Linked DNA regions of Gossypium hirsutum: region 1 is linked to region 2. The links are chromatin contacts, called in public Hi-C maps. All regions are on one chromosome and are shown on one strand. The core of a region is the stretch at or near the end of the contact, and the rest is flanking DNA. Distances in the headings are between cores, read along the strand shown.

Region 1 (7,556 bases), core at 4,726-7,225, 180 kb before region 2:
TGTTTTGCATGTCAAAATAAAAGAAAAGAAATGGTTTGGTTTGGTTTGGTTGTTTATTACCACTACTTTTTCTTATTACTATTATTATAATATATATATTTTAAAATTAACTTAAATTATATAATATATTAACTTAAATTATATAATATATATATACACATGCGTAATTTATTAATTCATGACGAGCCACTTTAAAAGAAACAAAGATATAATTGTTAGTTTAGCCCCTTTAATTTATTTCAATCTATAATTTAACTTTTGACACCTACACAATTTAGTCACCGTACTTTAATAACTCCTAATTTCATAAAAATTATTTATCCAAAATTTAATTTGTTTCTAATATAACTTCGTAAATATTTAATAATAATATTTATGGGTCCGGTTTGTAGAAACGGAGTCTCGGGAATACACTTTTCGACATCCCTAACTATCAGGTCGTTACAAAAAATGATAAAATTACATATCAAATAATTAAATCTCATAACTTACACATAATATGAGACTAATAGCAGAACTTGATTTAATAAGTTTAATTGGTAATGACCGAAATTCCCAAATTTGAAAAATACATGAATTAAAATTGACTAAATTGAAATATAGTACTAAATCTTCAATTTACACATAGTATAGAGATTAATAACAAAATTGGGCTAAACATTTTCTTTCCCATCCCAGCATGGGCCTTGAATTGATGGCTGCACCCTTTTGTTGCAAACAATTAATGCCCCCATTGGGTTGAGGATATGGTATTAATAAAGCCCAAATTCTGTTTATACATAGAGGTTAAAAGTCGGCTGAAATCATTGTGGCCGTTGTAGCACAACTTGGGTAGGCTATCATAGTCATGCAAGGAGCCTTTAGGTTTGAAAAAAGTTCTGTTTCTAATAAATGATCCGTTTGTTAGCATGTCGATAACCAGGGTTTACCCTTAAAAGAAAAATCGAAGTTTATATTATATTGATGTAATTCTCCTTCTAACATTAATAAAATATCGAAGTTTAAACTATATAGATGTAATACTCTCTCTTCAAATTTGTAAAACAAGATAGTGATACAACAAAAATTGTGGGGGGAATTTATTTGCAACAAAACTGTGGCCCAGGCCAGATTTTCGAGTCAGAATTTTGATACTGTTTTTGAGTGAAGAATGGGATGGGTCAGTGACTGTCCCTTCCAAGTAAATAAATTCTAAGTAGAATTTGATAAAAATCCACAAGAGAAATGAATGGACTGGGGTTTATGGTACTTGGATTTATTTTTTGGGGACAAAGGACTTCGAAATTTACAGTTAACCACAAATTTTGGTAAGATTTATTTATTTTTGGTGGAGCAGACGCTACACCCCAGAATCCCTCACTAAATATTAAAGATTAAAATATAAACCCAAACTTATATGAGATTGTTAATAACTCTGTCCAATGGTGATTAATCATAATGTTGAAATGTTTTAGCGTTTCGCCACTTGCATTGGTACTAATGGTTATAATACTTCCTTTTAAGGGTATTATCATCATTCAGATGCACTGATTTATATGTCAAAGACATTATTATCCTTAAGATAGCAGTTGCGGGATAAGTTGAATTTAGTGTCGGTGTGGTTCAAGTAAGATGCAAATCAAGTGGAGATTCTAATCTCAGATCATGCACGTGGTACAAGTAGAAAGCTAAGATTTTGATGTCATTTGGTAGAGGAGTCAAATATCTAACATAAACACACAAGAAATTGAATAGGACACTGGAGGCTTTTGTGGTTTTCAGAAGACACGAATCTCAAGGCCAGTACAAGTACATCTACAACTATAAATGCCGTCTAGTACTTCTTATGGGTCCAAACGAACCTACTCACCTCTTTCAATGCCCATCCTTTCCCTTCAACCCGCTGTCGGCTGCCTCTTTTTTTATTCCACCACTGGATATATATGTTCCAGATTACACAAAATTGGGTTGTTTTTTTAATGTGGAAAAAAGCTTAGCTGCTTTGTCTCTACTTTCAACTCCGCCTTTGCTCGGAGGAATCACTCAAATATTTAGCAAACTTGTACTGATAGAAGCTTGGCTTCCACCCACCTTCCAATTGATTTTTGATTAAATTTAAATTTAAATTGGATCTTATTATTAAACAAGTTAATTATTTCGATATTATTTTTTTTCCATAAAAGTTGTTATATTCGCCCAAAAAAGACATGTATCAAATTTATTATGTTAATTTTTTTTTGGTAAAACACTAACTATTTAAATTAACTCAGTTAAGACTCTTTGTTAAAAGATAAATGAGTCTACTTATCATCTAGTGCTCCAAGCAATGATGAAGTTAGAGTAAAACAACCTACAACACGAGCAATGCCACGCAACACATAACATAATGGCAACCAACTTGCAATAATAATATTCATTTAGTATATGATATTTAACCTCTATTTTATTAACACAATCATCCGATCTGTCACATGACATTAAATAAAGGATAACTCACTATATAAGTTCATGTACACAAGATAAAGGGGTCTATCCAAGTTAATCCTCTTCCTCCTTACTCTTTTTTCATCCTTTTCATTCGGCGTTCTACCTTACACGAGTGAAATACACCTTTTCTTTTTTTATCAATATTTAATATCAATAAGATTCAAACTTAAAACTTAAAAAAAAAACAAATTCATCCGGCTTTCTACCCTACACGAGTGAATGTGACTTACACCTTCTTCTTTTTTTTATCAGTATTTGATATTAATAAAATTCAAACTTAAAACTTTATTTGAGACATATCGAGGTGTTGCTTAAATTATAATACCATTTCTCTCTTACTTTATTCACTACCCCATCTTTCTTTACATTACCAACTCAACGGCTGCCCCCTATTATAAATACTCATTAAACATCACACAGCCTGGGTATCCCTTCATTTTCCTCCTCTTTAGATTTCACGCTTATTATTTTCGTAACATTTTGAACTCATGGAAATGACTGCATCTTCCCTTACAATCTCTCCAAGAAAGCTTCGATCCGATCTCTACTCTTACTCCTATCAGAATGATGCAAAAACCCCACTGGTGATGTCAGTCCTGGCTTCTCTTATTGAGAGAACAATGGCAAGAAACGAAAGGATAGCCAAGAACTGTAAATGGGCATTGGCAAAAGATTGCAATAGCAGAGTTTTCGAGTGCCAGGAGACACCAGACATGACGATTCAATCCTACCTAGAAAGAATCTTCCGTTACACCAAAGCCGGACCATCCGTTTATGTGGTGGCATATGTATATATGGATCGGTTTCGCCAAGCAAATCCAGGGTTCCGGATTAATGCTAGGAACGTACATAGGCTCCTCATTACCATCATCATGGTGGCTTCCAAGTATGTTGAAGACATGTGAGTATAGTTGTAGTCTAGTTTCCCCCTTCCCATTATCTTCAAAGTATGCGTAGAGTATTAATCTAATAGTATTGGTACTGTTTGGTAGGAATTACAGAAATTCGTACTTTGCACGAGTAGGAGGGTTGACGACCAAGGAACTGAACAAGTTGGAGGTTGAATTTTTGTTCATGATGGGTTTCAAACTGCATGTAAATGTGACAGTGTTCGAGAGCTACTGCAGTCACTTGGAGAGGGAAGTGAGCATTGGAGGAGGATACCACATTGAGAGGACTCTAAGGTGTGCTGAAGATATCAAATCCAAACAAGTTGAACAAAAAAGATACAACTCCATTGCTCGCATTTTGTTGTAATTAATAGGGTTGCTTTTTTATTGTTTTGTTTTGCTTTTGCTTTATTATGTGTACACATTTGATGTATAAATATGTGATTGTTTTGTTTCAGCTTTGAAGTTGGGGCCAGTACAGAGGAGTGATGTATAAACCATATTGTATGTCTTCTGCTTAAGAAATGGAATACAAGTAATATATTATTTGTTAATACTATTCCCATGTTTTCCATTTTTGCTCAAATAATTTACATATATTAAAAAAAAAGAAAAAAGCTTTGGTACAATATCAAAATTTCAATTAATTTTGAAAAGCTTTTAATACAAAAACATGAATATAGATTTAAAGTTGTTAAGGCCAGTTGAGCTCTCATCATCATCCGAGTTAGTTGAAACTTGTGTTTAGAACATTGATTTTATGTAACAAAGTTATTCTTCATTTAAAGCAAAAATGAAGGCCTACATCAGTCTTTGAAATTATGAATAATCTAAAGTTTTCACCAATTATTTTCTATGCTTTAACATTATCGATTGTGGGTCAGTTTACATATAAAGAAGTGGGCGTTATTAATTCAAGGTGCCCGTCAAGTGGGCCACTGGGGAACTAAATAATGCTAGCTATCATTAAGATGCTGCAGTAGGTGAAAAGGTTTAGTCCTCTAAGTCTAACCATGATCATGTACCAACTTGATTCCCCAAAAGAAATGATTTATTCTTAATTTTAGTTTTTATTCTTTTTTGCATTCTTAAATTTTAATTTTAACCTAAAAATAACAATTAAATTCATTTGATCAGAATTTGTTAGTATCCTCACATTATGAATAAGTTGTGAATTTAATCCATATTAATTTATAATTTAATATATTTTAATCTATATACTTTTCAAAATTTAAGCCGCTAAATCATAATTAAAATGACTTAATTTCTTATAAATATTATGTGAAAATAACAAATTAACATAAAATTACACATATAATAATATATTTTTTTATAAAATTTTAAAAATATTAAAATTTAATTAATATCATTTAAATCAAAATTAAAATTTTAAAATTTTAAATATAAAAATTAAATCCACAACCCAATTTGTACATTTTATTTCCTTATTGTTGGATGGTAGGGTAGGCTAAAACAAAAAGGGTGTCATTTCCATTAGGAAAGAAACTCATCTTATTTCCTAACTAATGATATAATTATCTTATCACCCAGAGATAGAGGGACGGTAGGTGGAAGCTTGGCTTGGTGGAAGACGACAATGACATGAGTTTAAAAGAAAGGCGGCAATGTCTCCACTCTCTACACTATAGTCGAGGGTAGCTTACGAGTCTTTTCCACTACTTTATATTAATGGGCACAACATAAATGTATTTCTTTATATTTTTTTCGTTGTTAATTTTTTTTATTTCACAAATTTTAAGATTTCATCGTTAAAAAGTTTAAAAAAAAATTATTTTTGTTTAAAAATATAAGTTGAATTAATTAAATTGTAAAAATTTTCTATAAAAATTTAAAATTCTAGTTAGATTATCCATGATATATAATTGATTAAATTGATAAATTTTAATAGAAAATTAAGAAATTTAAATTGAAAGAGTAAGAAAATAATTTATACAAATAGAGACTAATAGCACGTTTTAACCTAATTTTTTTTATTATTTTATTTCTTACAACTAAGGTTGTCCCTTGTCCTTAATTATAAATTTTTAACACTTATCAATGTGTAAGTTGTTTTGTACATCTCAGAGAGGGAGTAAATTATTATAAGTAAAATAATGGAGTATGGGATGAAAGATTTAGTTTTTTTCAGAGTACTTTTTAACTGGAAATAGGTTTATTTATTAATTTATATTTTATAGGCTTGTGAAAGGATGAAAGGAAAAAGCAAAGAGGATGGAGGAGGAGGGAGAAAGGTTCATCAATTAAAGTTTGCTTTAAAATGATTAATTCAATCAATTCTCAGTTTGAATTTCATAACTTATTTAGAATCCAATCTAACCGCTGGACTTAACTCAAATTTATATCAAACACACAAACCTTAATAGGGAAAAAAAATCGATTGACCAACTTAATATGATGAATTGTTAGTCAATAATACTTAATCAATTGGATATAAGGGAAGAGGAAAGTTTATTGGGCATACTTGATGTTGAAAGATGGGCTAAGTGTGTGACGTTGAACAGTAATACTAATATAATCTTTTGCGCATTTGTTGGTCCTTTGGCCCTTTGCTTTAAATACCAAAGTGAAAGGCTAAATATTTACGAACCTTTGAGGCCCTAAAAGGTTCCTGTTTGGAGTTGAATGATGCAGCATACCAAGGATCCTCACCCCATTATTGAGCTCCAATCTAGGGTATAAATGTGCGATTTTTGAGTTTAATGGAACAAGCCCTTGTGCCATTAAATTCTGTCTCTTCTTCATCACTGTTTTCATTCTTAGTGTTTACTTTTTCATTTTAGTTTTGTTTCTTGATTCTCATGGTTATATGGTGTTCCAAGATTTTAAGTTTTGTAAAAGAGAAAATAGTTAGAGATTTTTCTTATTTGAGTCTATTCTAATTCCACTCGAAAATGGTCAAGATTATATGTGATTATCAAATATTGAAAGATATTGTTGAGGGAAGACTTAACTTATTTTAAATAAGTTTTTAACATGTTGTCTATTTAGAGCTGACAAACCCCTTAATTGATCACTAGATCAAGTGGTACTTTGCCTCCCCTTTAATGACCTAAATCCTATATAGGTTGGGGGATTCAAACCCTATACCATAGCCAAATGACCACCATTTCTTTTGGTTGGTCTAATCCAATCTCGCTCTATGGCCTTACGCTCCAAGTGGCCTTTTCAAGCACTTAAGATCTCGTAAAGTTGGAAAATAAAATCTCGGCTCAACTCAAGGACAATATTGATAGGGGTCAACCAATTATGAATAAATGACATTTTAAAAATTATTTTGAAAAGTTTGCCTCTTGGCACTCTCTCGACTGTCTATTGGCACGTCCTTGGCTTTTTGGTTATTTATGTTGATTTTTATGTTTTTTGTAACACCCCTTAACCATATCCCGTAGTCAAAACAGGATTACAGAGTATTATCGGTCACTATAGTTCAATTACGACTAATAAAGAAAGAAAATACAATTCAGTTCATAAAATATATCTTAAAGTTCCTTTAATGAGCCTTCGAGACTTAAAATGTATGTAAAAAAACCAAACCAGGACTCAATCTGAAGCTTATAAAATTTTTCATAAAATTCTTAAAATTTCCCCTTAATGAACTATACCACACGGCCGTGTGGCCACACCGTGTGGCTCACACGGCCTAGACATGCCCGTGTCTTCTACCCGTGGAGCTCTCTGACTTTTTCCTATGAACAAATTAATTTCACACGGTCAAGACACACGCTTGTGTGCTCAGCCCGTGTGGCAATCTGTTTTGTAGCATTTTAGGTGCAGGGGACACACGACCTAACAACATACCCATGTGCAAGCCATGTGTCTTACACGGTTCAGTCACATGCCCGTGTGCCAGGCCGTGTGGACTCAAAATTATCGTTAAACTTCAAGTTTACCAACCCTGCAATTCAACAACATCAAACAATCCAAAAACCAATTATTCAATCATTTTGAATCATATTTGAATCTAACCAAATCATGACCAACTAGACATTTTATGAACCTATGTAATGGATCTTTTTAAATAATTCACATACATTATCAATTAGTTCAAATTTATTTCAATTAAGTCTATTCATACAATATATCATTACCAAACTTAATTCTACTTATTTCATCATTATAATGACGGTACTAAATGATACAAATAAACATCCTAGGTACATGCCATTACCAACAATTAAC
Region 2 (6,747 bases), core at 2,455-4,954:
ATATTTAAGCCTAATATAAACATAACACAGAGTTGAAGATGAGGTGTGTTGGAAACAGTGTAGAATTCTGAAAAAATTTGCTCACCAAGGATGGATGATTCTAAAATGAAGTGAAATGAGGAAGCGTCATCCAATTCCAAGATTGGATAAGTATTGAAGAAAATCCAAATACCGTAGGAGACTGACGTGGCGGTTACTTGGTTAGCAACCTAGCCCAGTTGGAGGAGAAATGCCCCCAAACTAAAACAAATCTTAAATAAACACCTATTTTTATCATCTTCTCATTCATATTAATCTTCAAGACAACAACACCTCATCCATCGGTTAGTTGATTTCTTCATCATCTCATCTCTTTGTTTCAATTCAATCCTTACAGCCTTTTCTATATCTGCTGAGGTAAAAAAAGAAATCTTGAATTCTTGTTCTTTTGGTTTCTCAATATCAAATATGGTTTGGGTTTCTTCTTCTTCTTCTTCTTCTTCTTCTTCTTCTTCTTTACTGTCTTGAATTTATGATGATCGGATTCTTATTTCTTCTTTCTTTTTTTATTTAATTTGGAATTAAAGGATATCTTAACTTGAATTTGAATTGTTGTCCTACTTTAAAGTTTGTGGTTTTTGTCTACGGTAAGGTCTAAAAATAGGGTATCAGTTGACTTTACATCCTGATGGTTCTGCAGTGATATATCAGCCGATATGACTAAAAGCAGCTTCAAGATTGAGCATGATTTTGGTATGTTACTGCTGATCATGTATTAGCTATTCTTTGGTTGCTTTTCATTAATTTATGGATTCTTCATATTCAGAGAAAAGGCGTGCTGAGGCTGCCAGAATCAGGGGAAAATACCCTGATAGAATTCCAGTAAGAATTCATCCTTACCCTTGTCTTTTTCCACCCTTTTGACTTTTTTTTATTTTTTCCTCTCTTCTTTGCTGATGTTAAAGAATAATTATGATTGTTCCACCACTTGTCTATTCTTTGTGCATTCTGTTGCTTCTTAATTTTTTTCTAGGTATCCATTTTAATATATATAATTTATTTTTGTACAAACGAAGGATCAAATGATTCAATTGGCTAATTTACTGAAAAGTCTTATTTTTGTTGTGTTATAAGTTCTTTTCTCGTCTATGAGCTTTAGAGTTTTGAGCCTAAATCATGGCTTTGCACTGCCTTCACCTGTAATGCTTGTCTAACTTTTGCTTTAAGTATATATGTTAATGGATGACTTTTTTCTTAAGACTTGTCGTGGTGTCTTTGCGGCATTTTGATATCTATTGTGTTAACATCGATTATACACTTTGTTGAGTGTGACTTGATGATTATGAGCAATAGATGAGTTCTATTTCTGTCATGATATCTAGAAAGCAATTTCAGTCCTGCCAATACCAATGTTCATCTATTGGTGGATGTGACTTGATGATTAAGAGCAATATCTACTAGTAGAACAGCTAATGGTCTGGAATGGTATTTGTGATCTATACATTTTCTATTTTAAAGCTTAATAAAGATAAACCTGAGCCTGAAATCCCCTGCCCCTCCCTGTCAAAGTCTAGAAAAGAAAAAAACTTCTTAAGGAGGAGGAAGGGTTGTAACTCAAGAACTTGAAAGTGTAGAATAGACGATGTCTTTATCCCAGATTGAGTTATCAATAGAAAAAGACTTCATAATTTAGCTGTGCAATTGTTTAAATGGAGCCTGCTTAAAACAGTTTATTCACGTTTGGCTTTTCATCCCTGCATAAGGCAAAAGTGAAATTTATAACATTTTAATACCCCAATCTTGCTTCTATTGATGTTTGCGCATGTGCTTTTTAGGTGATTGTGGAGAAGGCAGAAAGAAGTGATATTCCTAACATTGACAAGAAGAAGTAAGCAAAATTTTCATGCCAAGTTTACCTTATTCCTTGTTATCGTTCATTATTATTTATTAGCAACTGCTAGCCACCATGTGTATGGTTGCATTTTAAGTCCATTGATCAATTTCCTTTGGCGCAACTGAAATATAGGTAATGGATATCCTTTTGATGATTTGATTTAAATAATTTACAGATACTTGGTCCCTGCCGACCTCACAGTTGGTCAGTTCATCTATGTAATCCGGAAGAGAATTAAACTGATCGCTGAAAAGGCTATCTTCATATTTGTGGACGGTGTCCTCCCACCGACCGGTATTAAAATTTGCAAATTTCTTCTCTTTGAATAATGTTATACGTTAATATATTTACCTTTTCAATTTCTATATGCTAAGTAGCCATGATCGTTATGCAGGAGCAATTATGTCAACTATCTATGATGAAAAAAAGGATGAAGACGGATTTCTGTACGTTACATACAGTGGAGAAAATACATTTGGCTAGCAGATCATGCAGGGACCTTATTTCCATGCTATAGTTTACATTTAATTGAATAAATTAATAATTGTGGCATTCTGCCTAATATATGATATGATTCCTCGGAATGCCTATACGTGTATAGTTTCACCGTACATAATTCCATGTCAATCTAAAATGTCGGAACTATTGCTCAAATTCATTGAAGAATGTTGTAACCCTTTATTCAACTTTGTCCGTAAAAGTTGACAATTCAACCCATTTATTAGTTTCACTGATGGCTGATGTTTGACAAATTCCCCTGGTTCAGAGTATTTGAATCCTACTATAGTTAACATGGAGAACAGTGGTACATCGTATAATATAAAATTGGTGCCGTGGAGACAAGGGAGTCTGAGACAACCGAAAATGCTTGACTTTTACCAAACATATCGATTGGATCCGATTTGTCAACGCCCCCTGCCCGAATCCCCATCCCTCTGGGAACTCGAGCCTGTCTCGCCGGCGCTCCCTTCTAAACCCAACAGAAATAAACATCCCCCACGAGACCACCAACATTCAAACACCAAATGCATGATACAAACAAAACATGAAGGCACAATGCATGCTTTCACCACGAGAATGTTTATCTGCAGGTCATGCCAAAGCATTTTATGTTAACGAGAGATAAAGATGGTTTAACTTCATATATCAAATTTGAATATTAAAAGAAGTTTGAATTTTTAACGAGAATTAATGAAATATGTGAAGATTTAATCTGTGTATCATCCCCAACGAGGGTTGGGTTTCTCTCAGCGTGCATATTTCGGGATGACCTGCTTTTTGGCTTTGATACGCTGTTGGTTTAAAAGGTTAAGAATGGCGTTGCCAGGAGTCGGACAACTAGTGGAAGGAATGGATTTCGGCGGCCATTGGGGGGGGGGGTTGAATCCACGTGGCAATTGAATAACTCAGATTGTATGGCCGGTGTTGACGGTTAAGGGGGGGAACCCTTGTGTTTCGCACAACATATGAAGGAAGAGGTGGTGGTGGTGGTCCATGTAACCTTGTCTCCTTGGTTGCATGGTCCTACCTCGCTCCCGCACATTTCCGCTTTGTAGGACCGACGTACGTGTATTTTCACATTCACTGTTCAAGCTTTTTGGAGCCTTGCAAATGGCTGTGAGTGCATGTGGCGTTGGCAAACTACACATAATATTGCTTCATGCTTATGAATTTCGCTACTTCACAATGAGTTCCAACATCGATCTTCTTAAAACTGTTCTAAAAAGAAGCTAATAACATATTTTTCTTATTATTTTCGTTTTCGTTAGGGGTTATATAGGGACATTTTAGTCATTAATTGCACCATTCTCCAAGATCTATCGACTAAGATCTAAAAAGGGTTCCCACTTTTTTAGTTTTAGCATTAGAATATTCATCGGTTTTAAGTTTTCCAAGAATGAAATGGTGGGTAAAGGCAATTAACTAGAAGTACTAAAAACGACATGAGATTTAACTAGTGTCCCTCGGAACACACAATCAGCTAGCTAAGCACGCATTAGCTTTCTTCAATTTATTTATCTTACTTCTCATTTTCTTACCTTTTATACTTTTTCCTTCCGATATATAATCACCAAAGCAAGCTCTTATGTTGCTTCTCTAATTTCCCTGGTGAGGGGTATATGTTGCTTCTCTTTATACATCTGCATGTTCTAAGTGAAGCATATAGCTGCATTTGATGATCTTACCAGTACCACATCTTGCTTTGCCTTAACATGTCAACCCCATCTTGTTTTCTTCTTCTCCTTCTATGCCTTTCTCTGCAAGTGTGCAGTGCTCGTCGTCTTGTTGTAGTTGTCAGTAAGCATCATAAGATCAATAATATACTTCACTTCTCCATCAAGGTAGGTCCAATATACAATGACAATCATCATCTAATGTTTTGCTATTTTGTTGTACATAGTGCGCATGCATTATTTAACTTCGTTTGGGTTTGGGGGCCTTTTGTTTTGCAGAATGGTATGAAGAACGATCGAAAGAACAACTCAGTTCCAGTATTACAGGCGAAATCGTCTTCTTCCAAGGAACTCCGATCCATGAAAGAAGAAAGCATCGAGGAATCTCATGGATATAATGTCACTCAAAAGCTGGAAGATGCTGAGGTGAAGTACCAAAAGACAATAGTCGAAAATGAGAAGAAAAAAAATCCAAGTGTTGCAGTTTCTTGGCGTGTGCCTCACAAGAAACATGGCGAAAAAAATCCAGGTTTTAACTTGGATTACTCACCACCAAAGACACATCCTCCTCATCACAACTGATATATATTAAAAAAAAAAGGTTTTATTTTCTTTGCTAGTCCAGAGAGTCGAGGAAAGAAAGCTAAGCTACCAGCTTCCGCAAGAACCGCAAAACATAGAGTTAAAAGAGCCTTTTAAAATATTAGGGCTCAAGTCAAATGTTGATCTTTCCAGCATAGGCATAACAAGTTATATATATGACTATATATATAACATAGGGTGATGGATTATATAATGAGTTACAAGCCCTTTTTTCCCCTCTATAAATTTAGTGTATATTCATCATGGATCATATATATATGTTCCTCGGAGAGAAATATTTATGTTTCATTAATCTTTTCAAACTACATGTAACTTCTACTATTGATTATATGTGTGTGTGTGTATCCTGCTCCATTCTTTTCTCTTTATATTTCGTTTAGGTGTGAAAGATGAAGCAAATATAACACAGTTCGGAATAGTAGTGGGTAGATGCAAGTCAAAATACTACGGCAGTCATTAAATTAGTTTTGGCCAAGGTACGCTTGAATTGGCAATTTCCGTGAAGGCAAAACAGCGTTGATGATCAAACTTTGAGCTAACCAAAAATGGCGTTTAGGTAAAGTGAGAACAACGGAAATAAGTTCCGAAAATTGAAAATATAGGTCTCGAATGGTTCATGATTTCGTTTTCAAGAAATGCCATTTAACATGCATGCAATTCGTGTGATATATATATATTACCTTTTATATCTTATCGGAGGTTATCCAATTTAATTTGTTGATACTCAAATAGGCCTAACAATTTAAGAAAAAAATTCATATTTATTGAGAGAAAAGAAAAATAAAAGGTTTAATTTGGCCCATTGTTGATACGCATAAAAAGAAGATTATAACATTTTAAATTGAGTAAGAAGGATCAAAGGAGAGAGATCCCTCTCTAAAGTTAAGAGAAGAGTATTTATAGGTTAGGTTAGTTCTCTATTGATAATTGCAGGGCACAAATTAACTTTATACATAACTAGCAACGGGATAAACATAAATAAGAATGTGTAAATAATCTATGATTAATAATTCCTCTTTCAACATCTTCATCCATCTATATAACAGAACAAATATATATAATGATAAATAATATATTTAATATAATGTATAGTTGAAATATCCATAGAAAGAAAACTTTAATTTAGTTTGATGTACAATTTCATATATAAACTTTGATTTGGTATAATTATACATATGAAACTTTGTTTGTAGTTCAAACTTTAATTTTGATTCAATCATACACATTTAAATAAATAAATATATCAATTTAGTTTTATACTAGATAAATATGAATATTTGTGTATACAATAATATATGTTATATCAATAATTGTATTAATAACTTGTGTGAATTGGATCAAATCTAAATTCATGTCTAAAATTGCACATTAGACCAAAATTTATGTATAGTCTTAAGATTTATCCCTAAAAAGGTTACCAAAGTTGAGATTTGGACTCATGCCACCAGCATCAGTAAAGTCTATTTTGTTACCACTTCAACCAAAACATTATTTTGATTATTTCACCCACATTGATTGTATATCTAACATACTTACTTGCATTTAAACACTTTAATGTGTTGGTGCCACTCTTAATTGAGTCACCAACTCAGTTATGAAATTATAAAAATATCTTTTTTTTAAATTATAATTAATATTATTATGATGACACTTTTTACTTTTTTCTTACTTTTTATATCATCTTTAAATAAAATAGTTAAAAACTATAAATTCAAGGGTCGAACATGTGTTAAATAGTGTTAAAATACAAGTTTATTATCGCTCCACTTATATTCATGATTGAATAAATTTTAAAAGATAATAATTTTAACTAAAAATAGTTTCTTTCACCCGCATTATGGGTGTGACAAAATCTAGTATCGATAATGTTGATGATTGAATTGATGCCACAAGTCAACTCAAGAAAAATTACAAGACTATTATCAACAATTAAAGTGCATTTAATATTTGGATTTACCTATTTATCGTTATAATTTATTTTTAAATAAACGAATGTAATAAAATTTAATATAAGTTTTTTATTCTATTTTTATTTCCAAAAAATGTAATCACATAACCATCGCCTCACGTTTGAAAGTGATATGAAAAAGCCTATTT

The links. A called contact is a pair of places that touch in the nucleus more often than the background predicts.
Region 1: a contact with region 2 is called in a Hi-C map of leaf, with 3 times the contacts expected there. The contact joins the enhancer-like site here to the promoter of LOC121204486 in region 2. A contact is called at or near these places in 2 of 34 Hi-C or Micro-C datasets (both in leaf).

Annotation. Positions count from the first base shown.
Region 1 is chrA08:105,688,065-105,695,620 of Gossypium_hirsutum_v2.1, reverse strand. It overlaps LOC107935859 (cyclin-U2-2), which reads left to right and starts at 2,840. Exons shown (of 4, transcript XM_041074336.1): 1 at 2,840-3,367; 2 at 3,459-3,650; 3 at 3,815-3,860; 4 at 4,908-5,073. The coding sequence starts at 2,955. The coding sequence ends at 3,845. Within about 2 kb of position 5,975, at least 1 of the 9 cell types and tissues checked has an H3K27ac peak or open chromatin away from gene starts, as enhancers often do. A contact at or near this core is called in leaf, where this site is marked.
Region 2 is chrA08:105,510,544-105,517,290 of Gossypium_hirsutum_v2.1, reverse strand. LOC121204486 (root meristem growth factor 10) reads left to right here and starts at 3,704. Exons shown (of 2, transcript XM_041074330.1): 1 at 3,704-4,215; 2 at 4,327-4,873. The coding sequence starts at 4,087. The coding sequence ends at 4,629. LOC107935857 (autophagy-related protein 8f) reads left to right here. Exons shown (of 6, transcript XM_016868482.2): 1 at 1-323; 2 at 632-732; 3 at 806-861; 4 at 1,815-1,867; 5 at 2,049-2,167; 6 at 2,268-2,603. The coding sequence starts at 696. The coding sequence ends at 2,356.